2 separate regions of the Mus musculus genome follow, and region 2 is linked to region 1. A link is a contact called in public Micro-C data. All regions are on one chromosome and are shown on one strand. Each heading gives the region's core, a stretch centred on a gene start, on an enhancer-like site or on the middle of the called end of the contact. The rest is flanking DNA. Distances are from core to core; before and after follow the strand shown. Region 1 overlaps Kcnn3 (potassium intermediate/small conductance calcium-activated channel, subfamily N, member 3). Region 2 has its middle 42 kb from the start of Adar.

Region 1 (6,190 bases), core at 2,261-4,760:
GAGAGATGGCTTAGTGATTAAGAGCACTGGCTACTCTTGCAGAGGACCTGAGTTCAATTTCTAGCACTTGCATGGTGGCTCAGAGCCATTTGTTACTCTGGTTCCAAGGTATCTGACACCTTCTTCTGACTTCTACAAGCATTAGGCATGCCAATGGTGCACAGACATACATGCAGGCAAAATACCCATACACACGATATATATTATTATTTTATTTACTTATATTATAAGCATACATGTTAATTAATTAATAATTATTATATGTAATAAGCTAGAAATGGTGGACCTTCTCTGTAATCCCAGAGCTAGGGAAATGGAGACAGGAGGCTCAAGAGTGAATTTAAGATCAGCCTGGGATACATGTCTCAAAAAAAAAATCTATTTAAAAGCAAATGTTATATTTAAGAAAGATATTTGCAACAAATGTGACAAGAGAGAAATATCTCATTGTCCAAAGCAGTCCTGGAGATCAGCCACAGTCCACCTCACAGCTGAAGGCAGGCACAACATAGAAGGCACACAGCGAAGACACCAACATGAAATGCAGCGAGTCAGCTGTTAACCCTGAGTTTGCCGCAACTTGAACAGTGGGAAGCTTTCACTTGTTGCTGTTAAGGTCTTCCTGTTGATGGTGGGGGTGGGATTGTGTCTCACACTAGAGCAAACAGGGAATTTAGGACCATCTTTCTGGAAACAACATTGCTGGGAAGCCCTTGACGGTTTATGGCTTTAACCTACTAAATATCTTTCTAGAAAGTTCTTTGAATCAAAGACTCAACTGATACTCGAGAGTCTTCAATGTAATGTTTATAATATCAAAGACTCAGAAATGAAGTGAACATGTAGGATTTAAATGCTTAAATAAAGGGGCTGGAGAGATGGAGGTTCAGCAGTCAAGAGCACTGGCTGCTTTTTCAAAGGATCTGGGTTTGGTTCCCAGCACCCGTGTCAGCACCCGTGGCTGCTGACAAACCTGTAACTCCAGTTCAGGGGATCTGATGCTCTCTTCTGGCTTCCCTGAGCACTGCATGTGCCTAGGTGCAGGCAGGCAAAACACCCATGCACAAAAACTAAGACCTAGAGTCTTTTAAAGCATGTTTGAATAAGGCTTGTGCATGCCGACAGCGAGTTCTTAGGCAACGATGTTACAAGTCCGTACTGATGTGGGAAAACAGTCTTCTGAGAGATCTGGAGAGGAGCGCACCCAACAGTGCCACGCGGGAAGTCAGCGTGTCACATGCACAGAGAGGCTTGGGAACACATGTAAATAGCGAGCTCTTCTCTCCGTGGGATATAATATTATTTTTTTATCAGACTAATGGTATTTTTGTTTGTTTGTTTGTTTTGTTTTGTTTTTCGAGACAGGGTTTCTCTGTGTAGCCCTGGCTGTTCTGGAACTCACTCTGTAGAGCATTTTTTACGTATATATGTGTAAGAAATGGGTTTGGGGGCCACAAGAAAATGACCCCACAATCCAAAGCCTTTCAGTAAGGTGGTGAGTTTTACTTGTTCGGGAGGGGTGTAGCCAAGGCAAGCATGCAAGCACACTCGGCAGCAGGGCTGCCTCTGCTCTCTGTTCCCTAACACACAGATCCCATGTTTCCATTTTTCTGTGATTGGCCAGCTTAAAAAGCCCAGTTTATAAGCAGAGCTCAATCTCTTGCCAGGTGCAACCCTGAGCAGGCACATATTTTGATTTCAGGAAGTGCTGACTCTGGAGGAAATTTTAATTTCTGCCAAGTGACTGGTTAAAAAAAATTAATAGGGTTTTGTCTTATTTTAACCCTTTGACAGAAAGACAGTGCAATTTGTTTATAATTTCCACACTATATACTTTTGTTGTTGTTGTTGTTGTTCTGTTTGGGTTTTTTAATTGTTGTTATTGTTCTGTTTTGTTTTTTGATTTTCCACACAGGGTTTCTTTGCATAGCCCTGGCTGCCCTGGAACTTGCTTTGTAGACCAGGGTGGCCTCGAACTCACAGAGATCTACTTTCCTTTTCCTCCAAGTACTGTGATTAAAAGTGTGTGCCACCACAACCACCATGACTCAGATCTGCATTTTTAATGGAGAGAGGCAGCTGGCTTTGAGATTTGGACAAATGTCATTTTAGCCTCGGCACGAAGCCTTGTCATCAACAGGGCTTGGGGAGTAAGGTCGGGTGGTACAGTTTCCACATTTAATTCCCTGGAGGATCACCAAAGAGTTCCTTCAGAAGGGCTCCCCTTCCTATCTAGCAGCTAATGGCCTTAGAGATAGGGACAGTGACTGGGCAGGAGGCTTATGGGTCATCTCTCTGGGGGGCCTCCCTGGGTGGGCTTGTGACACTACCACGGAGTAGGTGGGTGAGGCTCACAGATGCTAGCTTGCTTGGTGGCAAGATAAGGGAACACTGCAAGTTAGAATGCATTCAGAAAGCACAGAAAAAGACGCTGTGGTCTTCCTTGCAAGAAAGGTCCTGCTACTGAGCTGTGGGACCTGGGTGAGAAACCTTTCGTTCTGCACCTGCCTGGCCACAGGGGCAGCGGCACCCAAATCTCCTTTGAGCCCAGAGCAGTGAGACCCTGGCAGTGTGCTGCCATGCCCAGGTTCAGCCGGCTGAAGCCACGGTGACTTCAGCCACCAGTCCCAGGGCCATTTCTTCTCCCTGTCACTAGTGACACTAGTCTCAGGTCTCTGTTTTGAATCTCTTCCATCTTCACTTTTTTTCACAGCTGAGTTTCTCTTTCTGTTATTTCTGATTCACACTTGTTTTGTTTTATTTCCTTTGCATTATGTTTCTGCTCTTTGGCACTTAAAGAGCAAAGTTGCATATTTGTTACTGTTTTCTTCATACTTTTATTTATGTTAAATATACATTAATTGTAAGTTGCGTTGCAATTAAGGGATGGCCTCTCTTAGAAGAGTCTATAAACGGGAATCAGGAAGGTTTCCTAACATGGGCAATGCTTAGTTCTGGGTACAGGACAGCACCTGAGGGTATAGTGGGAAGCTCTGCGGTCTCTGCACACCACCCAGCTACTCCAGCCTGTGGTACAACTGTGAGGTTTCACTCCTCTGTCTTTGGCAAGCATCTTTTCCCTCCAGGATGTCTGCTTTGGGGTTACCCACAGGAGTGGGGGGTTGTACAGCTTTTCTCCAGCCACAGTGCAAGTTGCTTTTTTTCTTACAGTGGATACTAAGGACTCCTGTACATGTCCAGAAGGCCTGGGCTCTGAGCAGAGGGGAGGACTCAAAGTTTGCCAGGCTGGGGCTCCTTAGACAGTGATGGAGGAAAAGGGTGAGGTTCTGTGAGCAAAAATTACCCATGTCTGTCTCCCAGCTCAGGTTAGCCCACACATGAAATCTGTCTTCTGTCGAATTTCCCACTTTCAACCCTTGGCTGCTTTGTTTGGTCCTTGAGACCCCACCGTGTCCTTCATCTCCATGGGAGGGACCTTGGCAGCAGTGGATGGCCGTCTCTGCTCCACAGGGACTGAGCTCCGTGTTGAGGGTTGACATTCATTGCTATGGAAACCTTTCAATCCTTTCAATAGGGGAGAGCCATCCGAGCCACGGAGGGACTGGCACCTTCACCAGTGCCTGACAAGCAAGGAAACCTCTCAGAGAACAAGAGGCTGGGGGTGGGGGAGGCATCCCAGCAGGCCAAGCAAGGGACACATGTGACTTAGTCTTACATTCCAAATACATCCTTGTGCCTGTGTGTCCTCATGCACTAGTGTCCCAGGCACTGGGTCTATGCTTGGACTCTCACATTGCCCTAAATTCTCTCTGCTTTACTGTTTTGCTTTTTAAGATTTATTTATTTAATGTATGTGAGTACACTGTTGCTGTCTTCAGACACACCAGAAGAGGACATCAGATCCCATTACAGATGGTTGTGAGCCACCATGTGGTTGCTGGGATTTGAACTCAGGACCTCTGGAAGAGCAGTCAGTGCTCTTAACCTCTGAGCCATTTCTCCAGCCCTACTTCACTGTTTTTAACTCTTGGTTCCCTCCTCCTCCCCCCACCCCACCCCCACCCCCGGGAACTTTATCTGTTTTGTTCTATCATATTAGATTTTTGACTCTGGCAAAGAAATTAGAAACCTTTAAACAAAATAGTAAAATGTTGGAGAGGTAAAAGAAGATGGAAAAAGGGTCAGTCTAAGCAAGAAAGGAGTCTGAAAACGTCAGGGGCAGAGGCTCCTCTCTTGTTACCCTACTGAGCTGGAGGCGTGGCTTCACTTCTCATTGAAGGCGCTGGAGCTCCATCAGCACATCTACCTTGTAGCCAGCAGGAGGAAGAATGTATGCTGCTCTCTATGCAGGCATGCTCTGCGCTCTATGGAGCCATCCCACTCACACTCACACTGAACATTTCTGGGGCTGGGGAAATGGTATCTTTATCACTTATGTTAATAGTCCAGGTTTGCAAAAATGGACTACTGGGCCACAACTGCTTCCAAAGTCAACATTGTTAGTTATCCTGTGTCCCTGCCAAACCAATCCAACTCTCCACGAGGGGTTTCAAGCTCTGGTTCTTGTCTGTAATTCCCCTCAGATTCCCCTTTCTCTACACCTGCTGGCCCGACCCCTGCTGCTTCCCTGTTTATAGAAGCTTCAGGTTCTGCTACACTCTCGTACCCTTCAAACGCTCCCCGTGTCCCCAACAGAAGGTTAATTCATACTCTGCTTAGAGTCTGCAGCTTCCACTGCCCAAGGCCAGTGACCTATGATTAACTGGCTGAGGCCTAGCAGTGTTGGTCATAATGCCACAGATCTCTTCATGGAAACTTTATTGTAGACAGTGAAAAACATTGCACAGGAGTGAGCGGGCCTGGGCCCCAGCTGCCAAAATGGTGCCGGCCTGTGTTGCAGCATCCATGAGGTCTGGGAGGCAGAGGCAGGGAGACTGTGAGTTTCCAGCCAGCCAGGGCAGCATAATAAGATCCTGTCTTTAAAAAACAAACCGAACAGGACAGGGGCTGCTGATTATGGCTCAGTGGGAAAAAGGGTTTACATTCTAGCCTGCCAACCTGCATGGCAGAAGGTAAAGAAGCGAGAACCAAGTCCTGTAAGATGTCCTCTAATCATCCTTCAAATGTGCCATGATGTGTATACACACGCACACACACAGAGGCACACACCTGTGTACACATACGCATCCATGTGTGTGAGCACATGCATGCATGCACACATATGCTCATTCACACACCATACTTGCAAACAACATACACACACATCCATGTGTGTGAACACATATGTGCATGTACTCACATCTCTGTACACACAGAGAGATGCACAATACACATACGCATGCACGTGTGTGAATGTATATGTACACATAGCACACATGCATTGTGCACACACACACACACACACACACACACACACACACGAGGGCAGGGAGGGGAGGAAATAGAAAGGAGAGGGAGAAGAAAGAGGCAGGAGCAGAGAAGGTGGGAAGAGAAGGGCGAAGAAAGCGAGCTCAGCCCATTGCCTCACAGAGCCTCTGACTGTGCCTGGCTCTTAGCCAGCCCCGGACCTTCGCCCTGCTGGGCCCATGTTCCTGTCTACAGATGGGAGTCAAACCTGCCCTGCTTACACCCTAAGTGGGTTCAAGAAATGGAAGAGCCTAGAAGCTGGGAACCCCAAAACACAGCTCACATGCTCTCCTGCTACTCCTGACCCACAGAGCAAGTAGGCAAGATGAGAGCAGGGGAACCCCATCTGTGCATAAGGATGCAGGGACTCTGGCAGCAGAGGGCTGAGGCCTGGGGTGCTGAGCTGGGGAAGAGGGGGAGGGGAGGGGAATGAGTTAGCTTTGTCTTGCATTCAATCCAAGTGCTTATTTTACAACTTCTTGAGGGCATGCTGTCTGGTGTCTCAAAAAAATATGATTGGTGTGATTTAAAAAAAAAAACAACAACAATAGTGATTTTCATAAGGGAGCAGATGGAAATGGCCTGCTGTTCTTTGGGGGGGATGGCAGGTGATTGGATAGGCTTTTCCTGGGAAATACATACCCAAACCAGTATAGTTGCCACTTATATTGTCAAACTTACAGAGTCAAATGAATGCTGCAGTTGCCTGGCAGTAGTTTTTAATTAGCTTTTTTGTCAAATTTAACACACCATTGTTCTCCTTAGCAGTATTCTTAATGAGCTTTGCCCCTGTTTACAGTTTCAGTTATAGATTTTATGTAGG
Region 2 (6,190 bases), core at 2,131-4,630, 66 kb after region 1:
TGTGTGGGGCTTTCCCAAGTGTTGATCAAGTGTTATACTGTGTCTGCCATGGAGTCATGAGAGATGTTTGAATGATTACACCACTAGATGTGGGTTAATGGTGGAGGTTAAGCACCAACATCAGCAGAATGGAATTAACAAAGGGGACACACCCTCTGGGGTACAGAAGTAAGTTCTTCTAACAGTGGGAGTAGTGGTGGCCTCCCCTGGGCTGGAACTGGAGCCCTCAGACCTTGTCCCAAGCAGCCCCAGTGTGCTCTACTTGAGAGACCTGGTGTGAGCTGGCTGCTGGGAAGAATGACAAAGTAGGGGTCAAGGCCACTGGCCCAGCCTCCAGACCAGGAGGTCTCACCTCTTAAGTGTTAGTTTTGCTTTCTAGTATACTACTTTGGGTCTAGAAGGTCTGGAGTATCCCCCAAAGATCCATAAGTTTGAAGGCCCTGTCTGTACCTGTGTCACTGAGGGGAGACAGTGGGACCTTCAGAACATGTGCCTAGTAGTAGAAAGTAAAGCTATTGGCAGGGCATAAAAAGAGACATTGGGACCCCAGCCTGCCTGTCTTTCTTTGTTCCCCAACTCCCATGAGGCGAGCAGACCTTCTACAGAGCAAGACAGGAGTAGCAGGAACAAGCCTCCAAAAGGAAACCTCTGAGACTGTGAGTCAACATGACCCTTCACTTTGTCTGCATTATCTCAGCTCTTCTGTAGGTGTGACTCAAAACCAGCCACACGCCTGATGCAATCTTTACAGTTTCTTGTCCTTCTCTTATCACATTATCCTCTCGAAAGTCCTACCCACTTCCCCTCCTGGAAGCTCTGGCAAGTACACAGTATGAGGGAGGGTAAAGGGACTAGAAATCCCAGGCTTTGCCCTCGACCTCCCAATGAGCTGGAGCTGGAGGGGGAGGTGATGGAGGGTGGGAGTGGGCGGGGCTAAGTGGTGCCCTTCAGGTCCAGGCTCCCTGGAGCAGAGCGGAGCACAATCTCCACACGCCTTATTCGCCTTATTCTCTCTCTTTTCTCTTCTCTTCTCTTCTCTCCTCTCCTCTCCTCTCCTCTCCTCTCCTCTCCCCTCCCCTCCCCTCCCCTCCCCTCCCCTCCCCTCCCCTCCCCTCCCCTCCCCTCCCCTCCCCTCCCCTCCCCTTCTCTCTCTCTCTCTCTCTCTCTCTCTCTCTCTCTCTCTCTCTCTCTCTTGGTTTTTCGAGACAGGGTTTCTCTGTATAGCCCTGGCTATCCTGGAACTCACTTTGTAGACCAAGCTGCCCTCGAACTCAGAAATCCGCTTGCCTCTGCCTCCCGAGTGCTGGGATTAAAGGCATGCGCCACCACACCCGGCCATATGCTTTATTCTCAATCCCTGCCGGGTAGACACTTCTCTCTTCCAGGTGTTTGGACACTGTGATGCCAGTCTTGTCATCAACTTGGTAGGATTTAGGATCACCATGAAAACTGATCTCTGGACATGTCTGTGAGGGAATGTTTAGATTCTGGTTCGTTGAGGTGGAAAGTCTCGCCTTCAATGTGGATGTCGTCATCTCCTGGGTAGGGTCCCAAAGAAGGAGAAAGTGAGATGAGCACGCTCACCCTAAGCAAGGAAGAACAAGTTTACCATGGGATGAACAGGCGTCCCTGCATCCTGGCCCTCGCCCCTCCCCCCACCCCCCATCAAGATGTACTGTGCTGTTACCTGCTCAAACCAGGATCCATGGCTCTTCCTGGTTCACACTTTCTGACTATAGATGCACTGTGGCCGTTTCCTGATGCTCCTTTTGCCACACTTTGCTGTCACCATGGACTGTGTCCTCTTGGAATTCAGAGCCAAAATAAGCCCTTTTAAAAGTTGCCTTTGCCTGCCTTCCCTCCCTTCCTCCCTCTTTCTCTCCCTCCCTCCATTCATCCCTCCCTCCCTCCTTCCCTCCATCCCTCTTTCCACCTCCCCCTCCATTCTATTTTCCATGTCTTTTTCCCACCCCCACCCTGTCTTCACAAATACTATTTCCAAATATTGCCTCTGAGAGCTCAGGTTTGATTGTGGATCTAGAGTTGGGGAATTGATGGAAGAAAGCATCAGTCACCTGGAGAGCAAACACTGAGCCTCTGCTCAGTCCAGCCCAGATGACACAGGGCTCTGTGGAAGAGTCATTATTATGTCAAATCCCCGCTAGGGAAAGGCCACCCAATTTTAGTTGCTCATTTCCACAGGCAAACTGTGTCCCCTCCATGGGTAAGCTCACAGATTCTGTAGTTTCTTCCTTCTGCCTCATTTTCACACCGTCTTCCAGATCCACGGTTAGGGTTTGGGGGCCGAAATACTGAACAGTATCAACACTTCATTTCCAAAGACATTTCAGTAGACAGCGCAAACAGCTGCATCCTGCACACAGAAGCAAGTCTGCCACGCCTGCTCGGCACCTTCGTAGCTTTCACCCTGAGCGACTCCAAAGATAAAGTGCTAAACTCTTAAAGTCTCCAACTGTCAGAACCGATATCTGTCCCATGTTTATGTGTTTGGAAACCATGGCACTCAGAGGAACCGCCAAAGTACATGTGCAGTACACGGAGGGAGGTTTTGGGAGTCAGACCAACAAGGCACATATTTTAGCCTGTGAAGGGAATTTGTCTAGCTCTTCCATTAGACTACATCCCTAGCCTCAAGTATTTTTGCTTCTTATCTGCAAAAGGACAATGCTTATATCAAAGGGCTGCTGAGGATTAAATGTGATTAAATGGACCAATTCCCTGGTCCAGCTGCATCAACATCACCAGAAAACTTGTTAAAATGCTAATAAGCTGACCCTAGCCTAAGTCTACTGAGTGAAGAGCTTTGGGGATGGAGCCAGCAATCTGTGCTTTAAGGAGTCCTTCCATGAAGTTCTGATGCTAGCTCACGGTTAGGCTTAGGGTAAAGGCAAAGCAGACAGACACCCAACAGTTTTTTCTTCTATTCTCCTGAGTGTTTGTAGGGTATGTCTTGCTTTTGCAATGCTTGGCAGGCATTCTCTTCCTGAGAAGTACCCCTAGCCTCTCATTAAATAACGCCATTAATCCTTTACATTCAATGGCTTCTACATGAACTGAGCTAGGGAATTCAGCCTGCTTGCCCAATTGCACCTTCTAAGTCTGAACCTTGAAAGCCTATCTGAGATGTATCCTCGGATTCTCAAGGAAATCGACACCGAATACACCACAATGCTGTCATTGTTTACCCGGCGCAGCGAAGGTGGGGTGGGCAAACCTCACTCTATGTGGTTTTAGAGGCTTGCCTAGGAGAACACAGGAACCTGGTTCTCTCAGGAAGAAACCTGGTCTTTCTATCTTCCCAGAGCCAGTCCTTGCCAGGCTGCAGCCCTGACTCAATGCTGCCATCCGGTGGACAGAAGGGAAGTGCCTGCGGGACCACGGGCTCCACCCAAGCCAGCATTTCCTGGGTTTCTAGGAGCAGTCGTCCCTGATGGCTTCAGGCAGATTTAGAGGTGATGCTGCTGAAGGAGCCGCCCTCAAGGTGCTGGCAAAGAACTGGAGGAACGGGTGCTGCACGATGCCCCCGGAGGGACCGGCGCTGCTCGATGCCTCCGGAGGAACGGGCGCTGCACGATGCCCCCGGAGGGACCGGCGCTGCACAATGCCCCCTGGTTAGTATTCTCCAAGTGTACAGCCCCGACGAGGGAGGTGTTTGCTCTCAAGCGCCTGAAAAGCCTATTTACATATACAATCTGTTCCTAACAAGCAGCAGAGAGTTTGCAGAACTATTAATAAGTCTTCCCAGACAACAAATATACATTTTAATGAGAAGCTGAAAATTAAGAGTAACTTTAAAATGCTGTGCAAAGGCTCAGCTTCTAATTATAATCTCCTAGAGGGGAAAACATGGGATGGCTTCATTTCTCCTGATAGACCAGACACTCCAAGAGCTCCCATTGATAAATCAGCATTTTCATTTATATCCTCTCCTGCCTTGTGATTTAACATTCTCTCAGGATACTTCGCTTTAACAGAAAATACCACTCTGAGCAAATGCAATTAGCCAAATTCTATATACAGCTAATTCAGCCTTTCATAAAGGTTTTTAGACATTGGTTAATAATTGGAGCACGTCAGAAAGATATAGGGAATACTTCTAGCTTGTAGAATAAAGTGTCCCTTTGTAGAACTGAAGGTGTGTGTGTGTGTGTGTGTGTGTGTGTGTGTGTGTGTGTGTGTGAAGAGGGAGGCTAGTGTGGAGGCTTTCTCAGGGACAAATCTTCAATTAAAACATCAAAACAAATAATACAGTAACATAATAAAACTCACTGAATAAAATAAGAAATATGAACCTAAATAGATGCAGATAAAATAGAAATCTTGATGAAGAATAGGATATTTTAAGCCAGGAGTCAAGGAGTTGGCTCAATGGGTAAAATGTTTATTGCACAAGCCTGAGTTCAAATCTCCAGCATCCAAATAAAAGCCAGGTCTGGTTATGCTGCCTGTGATGTAGATTTGGGAGTTAGAAACAGGCAGATCCTGGGGGTTTGATGGCCATTCTATCCAAAATGGCAAAGTTCAGTGAGAGACTGCCCCCAAATTGATAAATAGAGGCCCAGAAGTGTTTGGAGAAATTATCCAGATGTCAACTTCTGGGCATTACATGTGAGTACACCTGTCTATACATGTGACATTTATCTATTCAACACACACACAGCGCACACACACAAACACATAACTGGGCATGGTGGCCACGCCTGCTGCTGTTTCCAATGTATGAACTTTACATGTGTCTTAGTTACTTTTCTCTTGCTGTGATAACACACAAAGACCAAGGCAACCTATTAAGAAACCTTTTAATTTGGCTTGCAGCCTCAGAAAGTTAAAGTCCAGCCAGGCAGTGGTGACGCACGCCTGTAATCCCAGCACTTGGGAGGCAGAGGCAGGTGGATTTCTGAGTTCGAGGCCAGCCTGGTCTACAGAGTGAGTTCCAGGACAGCCAGTGCTATACAGAGAAACCCTGTCTCAAAAAAAGAAAGAAAGAAAGAGAGAGAGAGAGAGAGAGAGAGGGAGGGAGGGAGGGAGGGAGGGAGGGAGGAAGGAAGGAAGGAAGGAAGGAAGGAAGGAAGGAAGGAAGTTAAAGTCCCTGAGGGCAAAACAAGGAGCAACTGAGAACTCACATCTTGATCCACAAGAGTACTGGGAACCTTAAAGTCAACTTCCAGGGATACACTTCCTTTAATAAGGCCACACCCCCTAATCCTTCCCAAACAGTTTCAATCGAGAACTACATATTCAATGTATAAGCCTATAGAGGCCATTCTCATTCAAACCATCAGAACTTTTGTGAGTGGTGTGTGTGCTTGCACATGTGGTAAGAACCCGTTCTCTCCTGTGGGTCTTGGGGACTGAACTCAGATCATCAACCTTGGTGGCAAGTCCCTTTAACCACTGAGCCATCTTTTGGGCCTGCCCCTGAATGTTGACTTTCTTGCTTTCATTTTCAGAGTGGTAAGTATAGGTGAGTGCCACCACACCCAGATTATACAGTGTTGGAGATAAAACCTAAGACTTTATGTGTGATAAACAAGCACTCTATCATGAGGGAGAAAGATTAGAATATGGCATAAGCACACACACATACACACACCACACACACACACCACACACCACACACCTATCTCTCTTTCTTTCTCTCTCTCTCTCTCTCTCTCTCTCTCTCTCTCTCACACACACACACACACACACACACACACACACACACTACATTTTTTTTAAAGAAAAGGACAATAAAGTGTTGTTTGGTGGGACATACATGTACTCCAACTCTTAGGGAGCTGAGAGCAGATGATCACAAGCGTTAGAGCAGCCTGAAACTAGCCACAAAGCCAGAAACTAGGATGGGAGGAGGGATGTGAAAGAGGAGGGAGAAAGGGGAGGAGAGGGGAGTAGTGCACATCAATGATGAGTGAAGACTTCTCAGGAGTCTCACAAGGACGTCCATGTCCACGGGTGTGTGTGTGTTGGAGAGGCAGAGCCTACTGTCCCGTGCTGCCTGGCCAACCCATAAGATAGGTCTCTCACAGGGCATGAAGGCTTCCTTTAGACCTTCTCTCCTAGTCAAACTGGCAGAAACTACTTTTCTTTCACTCTCTGGTGACCATGGGGGATCCCAGCAAACAGGATATCCTGACCATGGATAGGCACCTCTGCTTGATGACCATTA

What was found. Hi-C and Micro-C count contacts between places; a contact is called where the count stands out from the background.
Region 2: a Micro-C map of stem cell-derived neurons shows a contact between it and region 1, with 1.6 times the contacts expected there. The contact joins two enhancer-like sites. A contact is called at or near these places in 6 of 39 promoter capture datasets (the HPC-7 cell line, embryonic stem cells and stem cell-derived epiblast-like cells), 4 of 15 datasets of contacts at CTCF or cohesin (embryonic stem cells and stem cell-derived epiblast-like cells), 70 of 484 Hi-C or Micro-C datasets (the AtT-20 cell line, the C2C12 cell line, CD4 T cells and 23 more), 9 of 115 datasets of contacts at active chromatin or transcription factors (T-cell acute lymphoblastic leukemia, astrocytes, bone marrow-derived dendritic cells and 1 more) and 1 of 9 other capture datasets (embryonic stem cells).

Annotation. Positions count from the first base shown.
Region 1 is chr3:89,619,476-89,625,665 of GRCm38.p6, forward strand. The region is part of intron 3 of Kcnn3 (potassium intermediate/small conductance calcium-activated channel, subfamily N, member 3); the gene reads left to right. Among named protein-coding and RNA genes, the nearest start is that of Kcnn3, 100 kb to the left of the region's middle. Within about 2 kb of position 3,511, at least 27 of the 459 cell types and tissues checked have an H3K27ac peak or open chromatin away from gene starts, as enhancers often do. A contact at or near this core is called in neural stem cells and stem cell-derived neurons, where this site is marked.
Region 2 is chr3:89,685,496-89,691,685 of GRCm38.p6, forward strand. No RefSeq gene overlaps it. Among named protein-coding and RNA genes, the nearest start is that of Adar, 42 kb to the right of the region's middle. Within about 2 kb of position 3,381, at least 62 of the 459 cell types and tissues checked have an H3K27ac peak or open chromatin away from gene starts, as enhancers often do. A contact at or near this core is called in neural stem cells and stem cell-derived neurons, where this site is marked.